2 separate regions of the Mus musculus genome follow, and region 2 is linked to region 1. Evidence: chromatin contacts called from public targeted proximity ligation data. All regions are on one chromosome and are shown on one strand. The core of a region is the stretch at or near the end of the contact, and the rest is flanking DNA. Distances in the headings are between cores, read along the strand shown.

Evidence for each region.
Region 2: a contact with region 1 is called in a targeted proximity ligation map of embryonic fibroblasts, with 7 read pairs. A contact is called at or near these places in 10 of 484 Hi-C or Micro-C datasets (the MNK3 cell line, embryonic stem cells, nephron progenitors and 2 more) and 7 of 130 datasets of targeted methods (the G1E-ER4 cell line, the NIH/3T3 cell line, bone marrow-derived macrophages and 3 more).

What each region holds. Positions count from the first base shown.
Region 1 is chr19:16,326,095-16,334,036 of GRCm38.p6, forward strand. It overlaps Gnaq (guanine nucleotide binding protein, alpha q polypeptide), which reads left to right. Exons shown (of 7, transcript NM_008139.6): 4 at 5,983-6,111. Among named protein-coding and RNA genes, the nearest start is that of Mir496b, 15 kb to the left of the region's middle.
Region 2 is chr19:16,554,526-16,562,467 of GRCm38.p6, forward strand. All of the region lies in intron 2 of Gna14 (guanine nucleotide binding protein, alpha 14), which reads left to right. Among named protein-coding and RNA genes, the nearest start is that of Gm41811, 25 kb to the right of the region's middle.

The sequences.
Region 1 (7,942 bases), core at 3,382-5,881:
GAGTGCTTGTGTAATGAGTAACTGCATTCAGCTAACAAGCTGAACCAGATTCCTGGCCAATCAGATCAGAGGGAGGAGGGCCGCTCCATCCAGGCCTTCAGACCTGGGTTGCTTTGAACCTTGTCTCAGGGTAGTAGATTTCAGAACTGTCACTAAACCATTTTTTAAAGGTCTCTCTAACAATGTTCCAGTGGTTTGGTTTTTTGTTTTGTTTTTTTAACTCTTTTTCTCTGGAATTTTGTGCTCATCCAGCTCTGGACAGAGCTGTGTCTGGGCTTCTTCCTTGCCTTCGCTGCTTTCTGACAGTCAGATAGGATCTCATGGCATGATCTAGCTTTCTACTCCCAAGGGACTGGGCCTCTCACAATGAGGTCTTGTTAATTTTTTTTAATGAAGGCGACCTAGTTTTTGTAACCTTCTTTTTAATAATTAAAAATATGAAGCCTACCCAGCATCATTTTTCTGTGCCACGATTTTATCTTCATATCGAACTTGAACTGCAAATCTGTAACATGGCAGCCTTGCCATGGAGACACTTAATAGGGGTTAAAATCCCCCAGTGCCAAATATCTGCCCAGTGAGCATGCTGTTAATGCCACAAGGCACTGTTTTATCTTGTGTTTAGCTGGGTTTGCATCACATGCCAGAAACTTCTTTTCTTACTTACTACCCACAGGTCCTTTTTTCTTAATGGTGTACTTGCTAAGGTCTGTCTATATGCCTCTAACTTTTTCTTTAAAACTTTTTTTTAAAAAAAGCTAGTTCACTTATATGTTGCCAAATCTTATTCTGGGTTGCTTTCATTTAAAACTGGGAGGGACAATTGAGTTGTTCAAAGTTACTCTTATGCTCACAGTAGCTCAAATTTGCTATGGACAGACAATCATTAAAATTAATGATCACTTAGAATCATATCCCAAGCAAAAAAAAAGTCAAATTTAATTTGATTTGGTCATATTATTTTACCGAAGTCTCAGCTTTACTCTTTACTTTTAATAATTCAAAGCATGGGTATAGCTCCTTTTTTCTAAACTTAAAACTTTATTGTTTACAGCAAGAGATGATCCTGAAGTTAATTGTAACAAGAAAGCAAGCTAGTGGGCGTGGCTGCCTTCATCCACTCATGTATTCAAACATGCTACAGGGAGATGTTTGGGGATTATTACTTGGAATTTTATGATGACTTAACCCAAATAAAATCTTGGGCAAACTCCTTGCATAGCCCATGAATTTATCCAAGAGCTTTCATATCTTTCGCTTCTACCATAAAGCTGTAAGTCTAGTGTGCCATTAAACTCCAGGTGACTCTGTTGCTGTGGGAGAGGAACTGTGAGATTACTTTAGCTCTTTCTTTGCCCTCCCTTCCTTTTACTGAAAACCAACAGAACCCTATATAACTTTGCTCCATTCAGGAGATTCTCTCAGACATGTCTGTTGATCGGGTCAGCCTCCTCGGTTGTCACTGGACTGGATAGAAAGCCAGGGGAGAAGCTGTACCCTGGTGAGTGTGGTTGTACCAGTTACGTCATCCCGTGGACAGGGCTGAAGTCAGGAAGCATATCTCTAAATGAAGTTAAACCAGTGCTGCCCTTCCTCTGTTGTATTGAAATTTGTCAGTCGTTTTAATTCAGAATTTAGTTTTTACATAATGCAGGCGAGCTATGTCCCAGAAGTGTAATCACATAAGGATGGGTAGCTAACAGCCCCTTGGCTCCTGGGCTGGTTCCTAAGGAGTTCTCTACTTGCCTAGCCATTGCGCATTTCTCATAAAATAGTTTTCATTTGAGCAACACACTGAGCGTATGTTCCGTGGCTCCCTGCCGAGTGCTGGTAAAACAGCCACAGAAAAAGCTAGTCATGGACCCTGACCACTGAATCTGAGAGCATGTGGAAGAAGGCTAAATATGTTTAATTAACAAGTTCCAAATTATTTGGTGTCTTAATATAGCAAAAAGTCATCAAAGGCCTATAAGATAGGAGTAAAGAGGACTTAAACAGGCAAACCTACGTTTTCTAAAGCACTCTTAGATGTGGCTTATCTCCCAGATAATTAAGTCCCATGTATACCATGACTTCTTCCTGTCTCTGACATCAAGGAAAGATCTTCCGCCAGCTACCTTTTACACATGCATTGCCTTGGCAATGTGCCTGTGCCATCACCATAGCAACACTCTCAGAATGACCTCAGCAGCCACTCAGAGTCAGTCTTACAAAACAAATTATTTCTATAATTAACTCTCTGAATTTACTCTGTAATATAAATTTGCTTAAGCCCTGGTGCTTCTTTTTAAAAGGTTAAATGAATGGAATAATACAACAGGAACCCACCCACCCCCCATTTTCCATCAGTTTTGCTGAGAATATGAAGTATTTCAGTGGAAAATAAAGAGATTAGATATTACTTTATTCCATCCAAAATGTGGCAGGCACAAATGAGGAGGATATACGTAGTACACTAGAAACCCCACTTCTGGGGCTACAAAGTAAATCCCTTCCCCCAAGCCATTATAAAGTACAAAACTGCCCCGAGCTCTCCTGAGTCCTGCTTGCTAAGCCATGGTGGGACATGAGACGCTGGAGCTGGGGCACGCAGGCACAAGCTGCCCACGGTGGCCTTTCCTGAGCAGTGAGAGATACAGTTCTCAGTTGTCTTTTCTTTTCTGCTTCACAAATTGTGTCTTCAGTATTTCACCTTCTGAGCCATTCCATAGAAAAATAATTATATAGAAAGACTGTGCCTCTTTTGTTTGGTTGGTGAGTTTGTTTGGTTTTGTGTTGCTTTTATTTGGAGGGGGTGTTGGGGATGGTTGGTGTTGGATGTAGGTGTTCTATGCTGCAACTAATAGAAACAGATACTATTCAGCCATTTCCTTTTGCTAAACTACAGTAATTTGACTTTCTACCTCAAATGAAGTGAGCCTTTCCCTTCCCCAGCCCACGGAGACAAAGCCAGACTATCCAGCAAGATCATCCTTACTTTTAACTTAGTCAGAAATATATGGAACATTTTTTTAAATCTACTTATTTTATGTGTATGAGTTTTTTGTCTGTATGTATGTCTGTGCACCATGTACAAGCCTAGTACTGACAACATGACAGAGGAGGGCATCAAGATGCCCTGGAAGTGGAATTAGAGATAGTTATGAGCTGCTATACAGTGACTTAAACCCAGCCCTCTGCTTAATCAATGAGTCATGTCTGTAGTCTGCATGGAACATTTTAAATGACTATTTCCCTGTCATGATGGTGACAATATTGAAATAGAACAAAACTTGGCAAGCAACAAATGTTCAGTGTAAGTAGTTGTTATTCTACATGAGCTGTACAAAGGATGAAGAGGAAAGAGAGTGGTACCCTATGCACAGAGATATGCCACTGTCAGTTTTATAGGGTGGCTGCTGAGCCTTTGCAAGTCACTTTCCAGCTGCAGGTATGTATCCTGACTCCATGTAGCATACACAGTTTTGGGGAGGTTATTGCACTTTTTCCTGATGGAAGAGATGCTGTCAGCACAGTTGAATAGATAAATTCCCACTTTGTGTACTGATTTTTAATATCATCCCTGGAAAACATACATTTGTGCTTGAAAATGGTGCTAGCATTGGGTACTCTTGGTTCATCTTTAAAAAACAAAACCACAATTTCCCTTCATTCCTAGACTGCCACAGAACCGTGTACACAAGAATTAACAGCCCTCTTTTGTGACCTCTCTGTGTGTGACCTCTCTTTGTACATGTGTGCGTGCATACGTGTGTGTGTGTGTGTGTGTGTGTACTCGCGCTTTTGAGTGCGTGGTCATAACTAGAATGGAAGTATATTTCTTAGTTTCATTTTTATCTTGCCACTGTAAATGCAAACTTCTTTGATTTTTCTGAAATTTCTGAGTTCTTGTATATAAAATGATGGTCACATACATTTTAGAATATAAGCTTAAATTTTTCAAATCAAGGATCTGATAAATTAGAAAGTTGTATTTGTCCAGAGTAGCTTCTTGCTTTTGTATCTGATGTGGGCCACATTATCTGTAGAGGAGATATAGTTCTACAGATAATTCTCAGAATGTTAATCCATTAGGTGGCTCTAGGAGTATGCCAAGATTCACTAAAATACAGCTTTACAGTTGTATTCTCCAAGCACCCGCTTTGGTCCCGAGCCAGTTTTATAATAGTTGAAGGTAAGAAGCGAGCTCTTACTGGTCAGTAGAGAGCTCGATTCTGGCTGCAGAAGTGTTGATGTGTCTGGGACACAGCCCTGGAGCATGAACTTGGAGGACTGATACGCTTCCCACAGGGCAGAGATTTTACTTCCTCATTAATGCTGGACTTTACTGCTGTGAGTTCATGAATCATATAGGCGTAACACACACTTCCCTTGTAATATTTCGTTTCACATTTGAGTCTCACTCATTAAGAAACTCCAGTAATAAGAATAACATGATAAAAGCTTTAATGCTTAAACTGAGTCTCTGTATAGGAATTAGAGTCATCAGCCGAGGAGTTTTGTAATTACTGAGTTGTAAATACCATGAACACCAAACATTCAAACTCATTGGATCTTGTTTGTGGTCCTTACCAGCTGAAGGTTTAGTTCCTTCCAGTTCTGTTAATGGCTCCACCTTTTTTCTGCCTCTTCCTCACAGGGTAGTCACTTTGTGGCCATGCCCTTTGAAGCCATCCCTGTGTTCAGGGCCAGGAGAGTATAGTTTCTCTTTGAAATCATAGCAGTGCTTCTCAGAACAATCATCTCTACCTGGCTGTCACCAGATCTGTCAAACTGTGCCATTTGTGACATTACAATTTATGTCCTACACTTTAAGATCCTGGAAAGTGAATGGGAAAGGTTTTGGAAAGGACAGAGTCGTACTGATGGTGAACTGTAATTGCCAGAGGTCAGGTGTGCCAGTGATAACACCAGTCAGGTTCTTGGTGCCAGCTGGAAAGTTCTGTGCCCTGCTTGAGGTGGTGATTACACAGATGTGTATATGTGGCAAAACTTCATAGACTGTGTGTCACACACACACACTCGTATGTGTAATATATGTGTGAATACACATAACTAAGGTCTGTTATGAAGCCGACTGCTCTTCCGAAGGTCCCAAGTTCAAATCCCAGCAACCACATCAACCACATGGTGGCTCACAACCATCCGTAACGAAATCTGGTGCCCTCTTCTGGAGTATCTGAGGACAGCTACAGTGTACTTACATATAATAAATAAATAAAACAAAAAAAAAAAGAAGAAGGAGGAAGATGCTATCATTAAGGGGGAGCCAATTGAAAGATTTATACAAGGAATTCTCTGTGATAGATCGAAGTTTCTTGTAAGTCTAAAATTATTTCAATCAAAAATACAATGTTTGATTCTCCCCACCCCGTGGAAATGCGTAAGTATCATGGTCAGATACATAAAAGTTAGGGTAGGTGACTGTAAAGAAGAGCATCTGACATTAGACATTATTGTTATCATAACTTAAAATCTCATGGCTTTTCAAGAATAACAAATGACTTGGGCTTTGGACATAATTAAAGACATGGTATGATACTGTCTGTCTTCTCTCAGGGGAATGAGGAAACTTCATTCCAGGAAAAGACTGATGTTCTGCAAACAACAGAGAAGATAAATCCTGACCTTACACTCAGCTTTATTATATGGTGGTTTATGCAAATTTACTTTGTATAAATAGTTTAAAACTTTAACTCTTGATTCACCAGCCAAGCCTGCTAAACAAATAGATGTTAGGAGACTCACTGCAGTTTCTTACCAGCTCTCCCTTCTTTTACATGAGTTCAGCTGCTGAGGAAATGGGAATGTGGTAAGTAGGTGACTGGGTGGAGAACCTTTCTCTGAGCAGGGGAAGTGTGGCCTTGCCTGCTTCCTAGCCTGTCACCTTACAGACTTTCCTTTTTCTCTGTGACTCAGTTTTTGCTCTTTCCATGGGATTAGAATGATGGTAACTGACATTCTCATGTCTTCCTCTTCTAGCTATCTGAATGACTTGGACCGTGTAGCCGACCCTTCCTATCTGCCTACACAACAAGACGTGCTTAGAGTTCGAGTCCCCACTACAGGGATCATCGAATACCCCTTTGACTTACAAAGTGTCATTTTCAGGTAGTAACTGAGTTCATTAACACCTTTAAACCCATCAGCTTTGTTTGATTTTGAAATAATGTATCAATGAAAGAGGAAGCAAAAAAAAAACATTCTGGAATTTTCATTTCCATTTAAATTCACAGAAAATTAGTTGCTGGTAGTATATCACATTTACTCAAACTGTATATTAGACAGGAACCACCATGCATGCCTGCCATTGAAAACTTCCATATCGATATTTTCTCCATGTTGTCTGGTACCAATGCAGAATTTCTCAGTACCAGTAAAAAGGTGTGCTGGGGTTTTTTTGTTTGTTTGTTTGTTTTGTTTTTTTTTTTACACAACAAAATGCTTAAGAGTTTTCAAAATTCATGGTTTTAAAAGTAGGGTAATTAACTTAATATAAATTGATATGGCAAAACAAAATGGAAATGTATTATTCCCCTGCTCACTGCTGCTGTTTGTATTGATATTTCAACTGAAACACTTTTTAAGAAGAGAAAAACAACAGTACATTTTCACTTTGCTATTTCAGAGTCACTTAATTATACTTTTAGTTGGAGTACAAACCACTTACTTGGAGCTTTGAGGAAAGGACCCACGAAGCAATGTCTTTGACTTGAATGTTGAATGTTGAATTGTCTCTCCAGAGCCTCCTCGCTGAGGGTGGGCCTGTGCTTGAGGCTCTGAGGCACCTTTTCTGTGGCCCCCTGCCTCATGCCTCTGCCATGGGGCTCAGTTTGACATGTGCTATGCTGTTTCTGCCAAAAAAAAAACTTTTCCTCTCCTCTCCTCTCCTCTCCTCTCCTCTCCTCTCCTCTCCTCTCCTCTCCTCTCCTCTCCTCTCCTCTCCTCTCCTCTCCTCTCCTCCCCTCCCCTTCCCTCCCCTCTCTATTCATTCTTTGCACCTGTAGTGTAATCTTACCCCCACATAATGCTCAAAAGCACATGGCTGTGAAGTAGGTAACACTTTAGAAATACTCTGATTCTTAAATCTGTGATGGGTCTATTAAGATGACCACCAAGGTTCCTGAGGCCAGCATTCTGAGTTACATATTTTGAGCTTATAGCATCTGGATATCCAGATTAACTTACTTTTACAACCATTTTACAGAAATGTTTCAAAAACACATACAGTCCTTGCCGATTTTCACATCTTGGTTGATTTGCAATTTCAAACACTGATGAGTATTTCATTTTACTCTTGACACATTTTGTTGTTCAACACACTAGTGTTAAAGCATACTTTTTGGCACTACAGTGAAAGTAGACTTTATTGTCTAGTTTCTGGCCCTCCTCAGAGGCATAGCACTGAGTCCCTGAAGTAGACTTCCTCGAATAGAACTTCTTTGTAAAATGAGTAGCCCCTTTCCACTCAGTGGTGCTGGGGCGGATCAGCATCTTTATATCTGGTGTCCAGCGCTCACAGAACTCTTGGACCTACTGGTTGGCCTCTTGGGTCTCACTTCTGTACCTTTACAGCCTTTTAGAAATGGTGGTAAGAATGATCCTTGACTTCGGGTCCGGAGAGATGCCTTAGTCAATAAAGTGCTTTCCTTGTGGATCCCATGATCCACATAAAAATCCAGATGTGGTGTCCTATCCCATAAGCTAAGGTCTGGAAGTAGAAGGTGCAAACCAGAAAGGTCCCTGGGGCTCCTTGGGCATCCAGGGAAGCCAATTGATGAACTCCAGGTTCAGTGAGAGATCCTATCTTAAAACAAGGTGGAGAGGACAAGAGAAGACTCCTGATAGTCATCCTCTGTCCTCCACACAAACATGCACACTTGTGCTGCACACACCCACAAATGCACACGGAGAAATGTGCAAAACAGAAAAGCAGAAGGTC
Region 2 (7,942 bases), core at 2,971-5,470, 230 kb after region 1:
AAGAAGAGTGGAGCCAGAGCATCAGCAACTGATAAAGAGAAGCCTCATGCTTGGAAAAATAGGAAATGTATCCTGAAGGTGAGATCTGTGCATGGCTCCCACTGTTAAAAAATGTAAACTTAGGTAAATACAAGAAAGCCCAAAGTGATAATATCACAGAAAGGATTTCCTATTCCCAAGGGAACGCTTAGGGAAGTGAATTAGTAGTTTAGCCACCGAGGTGTTCAGAGGTTACTACTGGTCTGGTCCAAGCAGCAGAGGTTAGCAGTGTTATCCATATGTCTCTGGTTTTCCAGGCATGAAAGATGGAAGTGAAACATGTCACTGAGTCTTGTTGCATGGTTTTAGAGAGCTGCTGAGGTCAGTCGGTGTGTGGCAGGGTTAGAGTTTCTGCACGGACACCTTGAGAGACTACTACATGAACTTATGAAGATAAAGTCCAGATTGCAAACAAGACCTGAGGATGTTAAAGATGCTGGGACCATGAGGCATCTGCTGAGGAAAACTGAAGGCACAGAATGGAGCCAACTCTATGGAGCCATAGAGCTGGAGAGCTGGAGCTACCCAAGCCCTCAGAGCCAAAAGGATTTTTTCATGAGCTCCAGAAGCTAGACACAGAGCTGCATGGTATGCTGCCCTCCACGGTGTGGTCTGTCTGCTCTTGTTGTAATCTGACCATTCGTCATTATGACTCCATCTCTTCCTTTGGAGTGGGGATGCTTAGTCTGTGCCATTGTATATTAGAAGATTATGGTTTTGTTGATTTGTTTGTTTCTTGTAGGCACTAAGAGTTAAGTGATTGCTTCCAGTCTCAGATGGCATATGCACTCAAAGGCATTTAAAGGACATTAAAGCTAAAAACTATGGGAACTCTAAAGCTGGCCTGACTGCATTTTGCATTAATAGATGGCCATGAGCCTAGAAGTCAATGAGTAGAAGCTTATGGATTAAAAGTGTTTTGGTGTCAAGTTAAAAGGGGTACACTTGTGGTGAATGGTTAATATCGATAGTGAATTTTACCAGCTCTAGACTCAGGAGATAATCCTCTGTGAGAGACTATCTAGACTAGGCTAGGGTCTGGGCATGGCTATAAAGGATCATCTAGATTATATTAATAGGTGTGGAAAGACCCGTCTTAACTTCAGGACAAGTAAAAAGGAGGAGGGGAGCCGAGCACCAGTATTCACTGCTCTCTGCTTCCTGTCATCTGATGTGGGACCAGCTGCTTCAAGCTTCCCCCGCCATGCCTCCCCACCATGATGGACTGTACCCAGGCACAGCGGGCCAAAGCCTGTCAGCTCTTTCTCTCCTAAGCTGATTCTTACCACGTATTTTGTCTCAGCAATGGAAAAAGCCAATCTCTCTCTTGCGCCCCTGCCTCCTTCTTTCTCTTCCTCTCCCTTCCCCCCTCCTTCCATCCCTTCCCTATAAATAACAAATTAGAGTAAGCTGTTGGAGCCTCAGGAATCTGTCTCCCTCCAGCTCTCCAATACTAGGATTACAAAGCATCTTCCACCATACCTGTCTCGTTTGTTTGTTTGTTTGTTTGTTTGTTTTTAAAACATCATCTGGGGTTAGACCCCAGGTCCTGTTGCTTGAAAGGCAACCACTTACCGAGCTTACACTCTTTCATCTGGTTATTCCTTTGACAGTGGGCATCAGCCAGTTGAAGCCCTGTCAAACTCTTCATATGTCTCTTACTATTCTGGTTCTTCCAGGCCATTTTGCTGCTCCTTTGCCCTGTCATGAACACAGTCATTTCTCTAAGGAGACTTGGTTCCTTCAACAGAGGGCACGTCAGAATTAATGTCTAAATGAACTGGCTGCTGCTTGGCTGTTTGATATTTCTCCCCTTTACTGTAGGTAGAGATACAAAGACATAAACATGCAGGCATATATGCAACAACACATACGTAATGCATGCTTACACACAAAAATTCATGTACGCATTGTAGATATTTTTATTGAACTAATTTTCCCACCTGGATTTACCTCAGACCATACTTATCTCTCCCATAGGTCACAAGACCTTCACTAAGCAAGCAAGACAATGTCAGATTTATCACCTCCACCGTCACAAACTACTTTAAAATAAAGAGAAGAAACATCATGTTTCCTGATTCTTGGTAGTGCTAAATGTACATTCCAGTTACATTTTCCTCTTTCTTCAGTGTGTATGGAGGCTGGGGCAATGGTAATGATTGATATTGTCAGTAAAGATACAAGGAGGGCAGAGCAAGAGGAATGAGAGAGGAGGCAAGAGATTTGCCAGCATTTGAGATTTTCACATGACTAAACTCACCAAATGAGAGTAAGGATCCCGAGGGAGACAAAACAACGTAGGACAAAACAACAACAACAACCAAACAAAAACCTGTTTTCAAAGATCAAAAAAGGCAGAATATAATTTGTAATTGCTGGAGTAATGCTTTGTTTGCTTCCTAAAGCAAGAAACAGTGTATATACAGTTAGACTCAGTGAAAACTAGGAGAGAGACAGCTGTCTTTTATGAGTCTCAGTAAGGTTCTAGGGGGTGTGGGGGCGGGACTCGGGTGTTCTTGGCTCTGATGGTGACATTTCTCAGTCACGGCATTTGATCCAGCATACATGCTCTACATGGTCGTTCTTTGGAAATGAGGAATTGATTTATTTTTAAAAAGGTTCTCCTGCCTTTGGCAGAGGACCAAAAATCTCTTTCAAGTCATGGAAATAACTTCCTTTTGAGACCTAACCTCTCCCTCACCCCAGCGAGCCATTGGGACCTCGGAGCAGTATAAGCAACAGACGTTCTCCTTGTGACTTCAGTGGGCTCTCTCTTCCTTGCTACAAAGCTCTGTGTCGTGATTTCTAAGGGTAAAGTGAGATGGAAGCCACTGCCATGGTGTGCAGAGGTGCTTTTAAAGACTCGGGTTGTAGTTACGGCTTGAAAACTTGGCGGTCATGTGTCTCCATTCATTCTACTGTTGAGAAGTGGGAATGAGCCTGGGTCCTGTCTTTTCATTTAGAATGTGTTGTCTAAGCTTCAGAACAGGATGTCATGTGACTTATAAGGGTGACATTCCTCTAAGTGCTGTGATGTCAGGATAGGTGAAAAGGAGTCTTGGAGAGGGTGGAAGACAGTGATAGCCCAAGGGAAGAGATCTGCCATGATAAGCCTTAGCTTCATTTCTGCCCTTTGCTGTCCAGCCCGTTGCCTGCCAGCTCCATGGAGCTATTGAGTCCCAGAAAGGCTCCTAGTCTAAAATATGGATGTGTTAAATAAAGTATAAAATATAAACTGCATTTCAAAGACAATATAAACAAAAAAGTTAACACATACATGAATAATTTTTACATCGATTTTCTTTGGAAATTATCTTTTTGATCCATTGGGTTAATTTTTATTCAAATAAATTCCCTTTAATTCTTTATATATTTTTAAATGATTTACTTAAAACATTTTAACCTTTACAAAGGGCTTTCATTATACTTGTATAAGGTAGTTGGTCTAACCTATTTCACATAAAGGAGGAAAAAAATGAGCCAAAGAGATGGCTCATTGGTTAAGAACACAAACGACTCCTCCGTAGGACTGTAATTTAGCTCCTATCACCCCCATGAAGTGCACACCTGCCTATAATGCTCATTCTGAGGGACCTGGTGCCCTCTGCTGGCTTCTGCAAGCACAGCACTCAAATGCATACCATCCCCACCACCGCCCTCCCCCGCAACAAACATCCACAAATGAAGTAAAAAATCCTAAAAACAAAAAACAAACAAACAAAAAGGAAAACGTATTTGTTACTCTGGATCTCTCACCTAGCTAAAAGAAGGGCATTGTTTGGTAGTAATGATGTTTTTATAGAATGATGTATTTCCAAGCCACATACAAAAATAAATAAGGCAGAAATGGTGGTCCTTTCTCTCCCTGTAGTTCTTTCTCTGTTGGGAAACCACATACTGGCTTATGTCCCCCGCCTCTTTTAGATCTTAAGGTTTCTGAGTAACAGTGTGTGACTCAAAATTTGTAGCTTCTTCATTGGTTCATTCATACCCATCCATTTTTAAGATTTTAACATTTTATTTTTAATTCAGACATGGCTGTGTGTTATCACAATGCAAGAATGAATTATGATTTATCCTGCCTCTAAAATTCCTGAGAGCTGGCTGCAGAGACTTAGTGATTTACAATAGGCCTCTAGAAGCCCTCGTCTGAGAGCTGTGCAAACTGTATTTAGGCCAGGAGAAAGACCACTAAGATTTGGCTTGGTTTGGGAGTACTACATAACTAGATGACTCATGATGTTATTCAAAGAGGCTCTGCCAAGTTTATTTAAAGAGGTTTTAAAAACTAATATAAACATTGAAACAGTGTCTGATTCAAGTATCAAGTAAAAAAAAAATTCTCCATCTGAAAATGCCTGCTTACACCTTCACGTATAGGCTGCTCACTAAACCACATCCTTGGCCGGACTTCCCAACAAAGCAAGTGTGCACTATGTATTGATGCTGTATTAGGAGCTTGGCTTACATCAAGGAGAGGGTCCCTGAGACCCTCTTCTTTCAACTCACATCTCTAAATCTACATCTTCTCAGATATCGGTGAGCATGAATGGTCAGGGACTGTTGACTTTTGAGAGCCTTTTATTCCAGAACTCCATAGCTCAGAGTCTACAGCCTCCTCCAGCAGGGGTACTGAAATGAGTGTGGGTTTGATGTATATTGTTTTGTTCTGTGGTGGCAGCAGTATTTCCTTTGGGGGCATACATTTTGTTCTTTTTCTTGCTTAGGAACAGGCTGAAAACTTGGTGATGAGGCTTTGGGGAGCTCCTGCCTCTTAAGGCAGTTCCAAAGGCTGTTGGAAGAACACTCTATGTGGTCTTGTGAGATAGCCAAGCAGGCTGAAATTTTACAAAAAGCAGATTCTCCGTGAGAGCGGGTCCCACACAGTTAAGATGGCGTTTGTGTAGTCTGCAGCAGACAGTCAGATATTTAAGGCTTCAAACAGTGACAGTGTTTATTAGAGCCCGTGAAAAGAATTTCTCACAGAAGGTGGTGAAAAAGATTTATTTCCATTACTCATTACACAAGCTGGAAATTGTTTAAATTCTCAGTTCTCGGCTGGAAACTTAACAAGAGTGGGTGATGAAGCCTGTTCAATGGCTATTCCAAGGCAAGACAGGTAGAGGGATGATAGGATCTTACAAGAGGTCAGCATGCGTGTTTGCTTTGATGCACGGCCCATCTGCTGATGTCTGCGTTGGAATTCTGGCTCTGTGGCCTGTGTAGGAGGGATGCACCTATGCCCTGACTCAGCCAGTCGGATACTATTGTATTCTACAAAGCCTGTTTAGAAATCAGAGTAAGCAAATAGACTCTGGGAAGAGGGACAAGGAGGCAGGGGGACTAGCATTGAGCATTTCCTAAGGTCACTTTTAGAGCTTCCTATTGGCTACTAAGTTAGCTTTTGAAATAATAATTTTTCATGTCCCTCCTTTGTTCACCGTAGAGGCGCTTTTGTCTCCAGCTTATGTTCTTTGCCATCTGCATCACCTTGAGGATCACCTATGAGGCTGCTTTTTATCACAGCTTGATGGGATATGGAGATCAACCCAAGACTGACCTCTAGAACAGGACATTCTGTACTTAATCACTAAATAGAAAATGGGGCTTACACTTCCAGTAAGATGGACTATATATATAGTTCCCCCATTTCTTCAGCTAAGTACAACTCCACACTGTAGACAGTGTGCACAGTACAAAGCTATACAAGTCGTGACAGGTAGAAGGACTACATAAGGAAGACTAGAAGAGACCACGAGATCCAAAGACTCCCTTTCATGAACTCCTAGGGCTGTCCTACTGTCTTATGCACTTTAGACGCAGCTGGAGATGGCAATGATTGGAAGTTCAGCAGGAATAAGGAGCCCCTGGGGGTAGCAAGCTGGCCCCACAGAGCCCGTCTCCATGCAGGGAAGAGTCAGTCCACTAGAGCAGCAGAAAATTGTCATATAGCATAATATTCCAATGTCCATGTTAATAATGTCATATAGCATAATACTCCAATGTCCATGTTAACTGAAAAATCACTCTTTCCATCAGGTGTGGTTCTTACTGTATTCTTGAGTATCCGTTTTCTTTACTCTTATTGTAAATTTTCATACATTTAAAAACATTTTTATGAATTTCATACATGGATACAATATGTGTATATCATAATTTCCCCCCACTATCCCCTTCTAACTCATTCTAGACCCTCCCTAACACATCTCCTTTATTGCATTAAAAAAGTGTCCATCAAGTCTAATTGGTACTCATATAAGTACTGATGCAGGACCATTTACTGGAGCATAGGCAGCCTCCAGGAGCCACACCCTTGAAGAAGATGATTCTCCCTTCCCCAGTGCCCATCAACTGCCAGTAACTTCTCAGCAAAGAGTAGGGTTTCATGTGTCTCTCTCCCATACAGGCTGGGATGTTGGCTGGTTTGATCCTGTGCAGGTCTTGTACAGGTACCCACAGCTGTCCCAAGATCATGAGTCCAATAGCCCTGCCAAATCCAGAAGACACTGATTGCAGCCGTCCTCTCCAACCAGTGGCTCTTACCAGCATCCTGCCACTCTTCCGTGGTGTCCCCTTGTCTTGAGAGGATGGGGCAGGAGTCTGATAGGTGATCAGTCAGTCAGAGCTTGAGGACTCCACGGTCACTTATTCATCTGTGAGTCTCTGTATTAATTGTTGCCCACCGCAATGAACAAAGCTTCTCCAATAAGATCTGAGAGTTGAACTGATCTTTGGATATGAAGATAAGTATTTAGAAGGCAGTTTGATATTATGTCCATTTAGCAAAATAATTTTAATAGATTCTCCTCTAGGGTTTCTGATTTTCCAAGTCACTGGGTTACTAGCCAGGTTTGTAGTACCAGGTAGACGTGAGTTTCTCTTGTGAAGGAAGCCTTAAATCTAATCAGAAAGTCATTGGTTATCTCTGTAACGTTTATCCTACTATAACAACAATGTGTATATGTTACCAGGCCAGTTGTTCCTGTAGCTCACAGCTGGAGAGTCACAGCTGGCTAAGGCTGTTGATGGCTTTTCTTAGACAGTAATAAGCATGGTACCTTCTGGCAGTATGGAAGGTAGTGATCAGGAAGGAAATTTCCTGATCAATACCAGCTTGATTTTTCCATGTCTGAGACCAAAGAATATAGCATGTTCAGCAATATGGTCTTACCATCAAGTTCTGGCCAGCAACCAAGGACAATGGCAAGAGCCTGTATTGTTTTAAGGATTCTCTTGGCCTTTCCTACCCCAAGCAAAATAAAGTCAGGTATCCTACAGTGGAGACTGGGATTTTTGTTTAATAATCTATGAATGTTGTAATGAACCATTGTAATCATGAAAAATGAAATGTGCTTTTGAAATAAAAAATAATACAAAGCCGGGCGTGGTGGCACACGCCTTTAATCCCAGCACTTGGGAGGCAGAGGCAAGTGGATTTCTGAGTTCGAGGCCAGCCTGGTCTACAGAGTGAGTTCCAGGACAGCCAAGGCTACACAGAGAAACCCTGTCTCGAAAAACCAAAAAATAAAAAAAAATAAAAAAAATAATACAAACACTATTTAGAAAGCTAGTGCTTTAAATAGTGTGTTAACAAGTATCAGAGCTAGCAGCTAACTCAATCTGTCCCATATTTTAGGTTTCAGCATGTTTGGTGGATCCCTGGTCATGTGCCCTTTCCCTATCATTTCCCTGATCTGTAGTAGCATGCTTGCTCTTACATTGTGCCAGAATTGGAGCTCTTCCTATCCCCTGTGGCTGCTAGCATTCTCCAAAAGTCTGTGGATTTTGCTGTGCTCTGGGACCTTTTAGAGTGGAGACATGAGGAAACTCAAAGGCAGTGACCTACTCCCTGGAGCCCACAGCTTTCATCCTGTTTTCCACTGAGTCTGGAAGGGCAGAG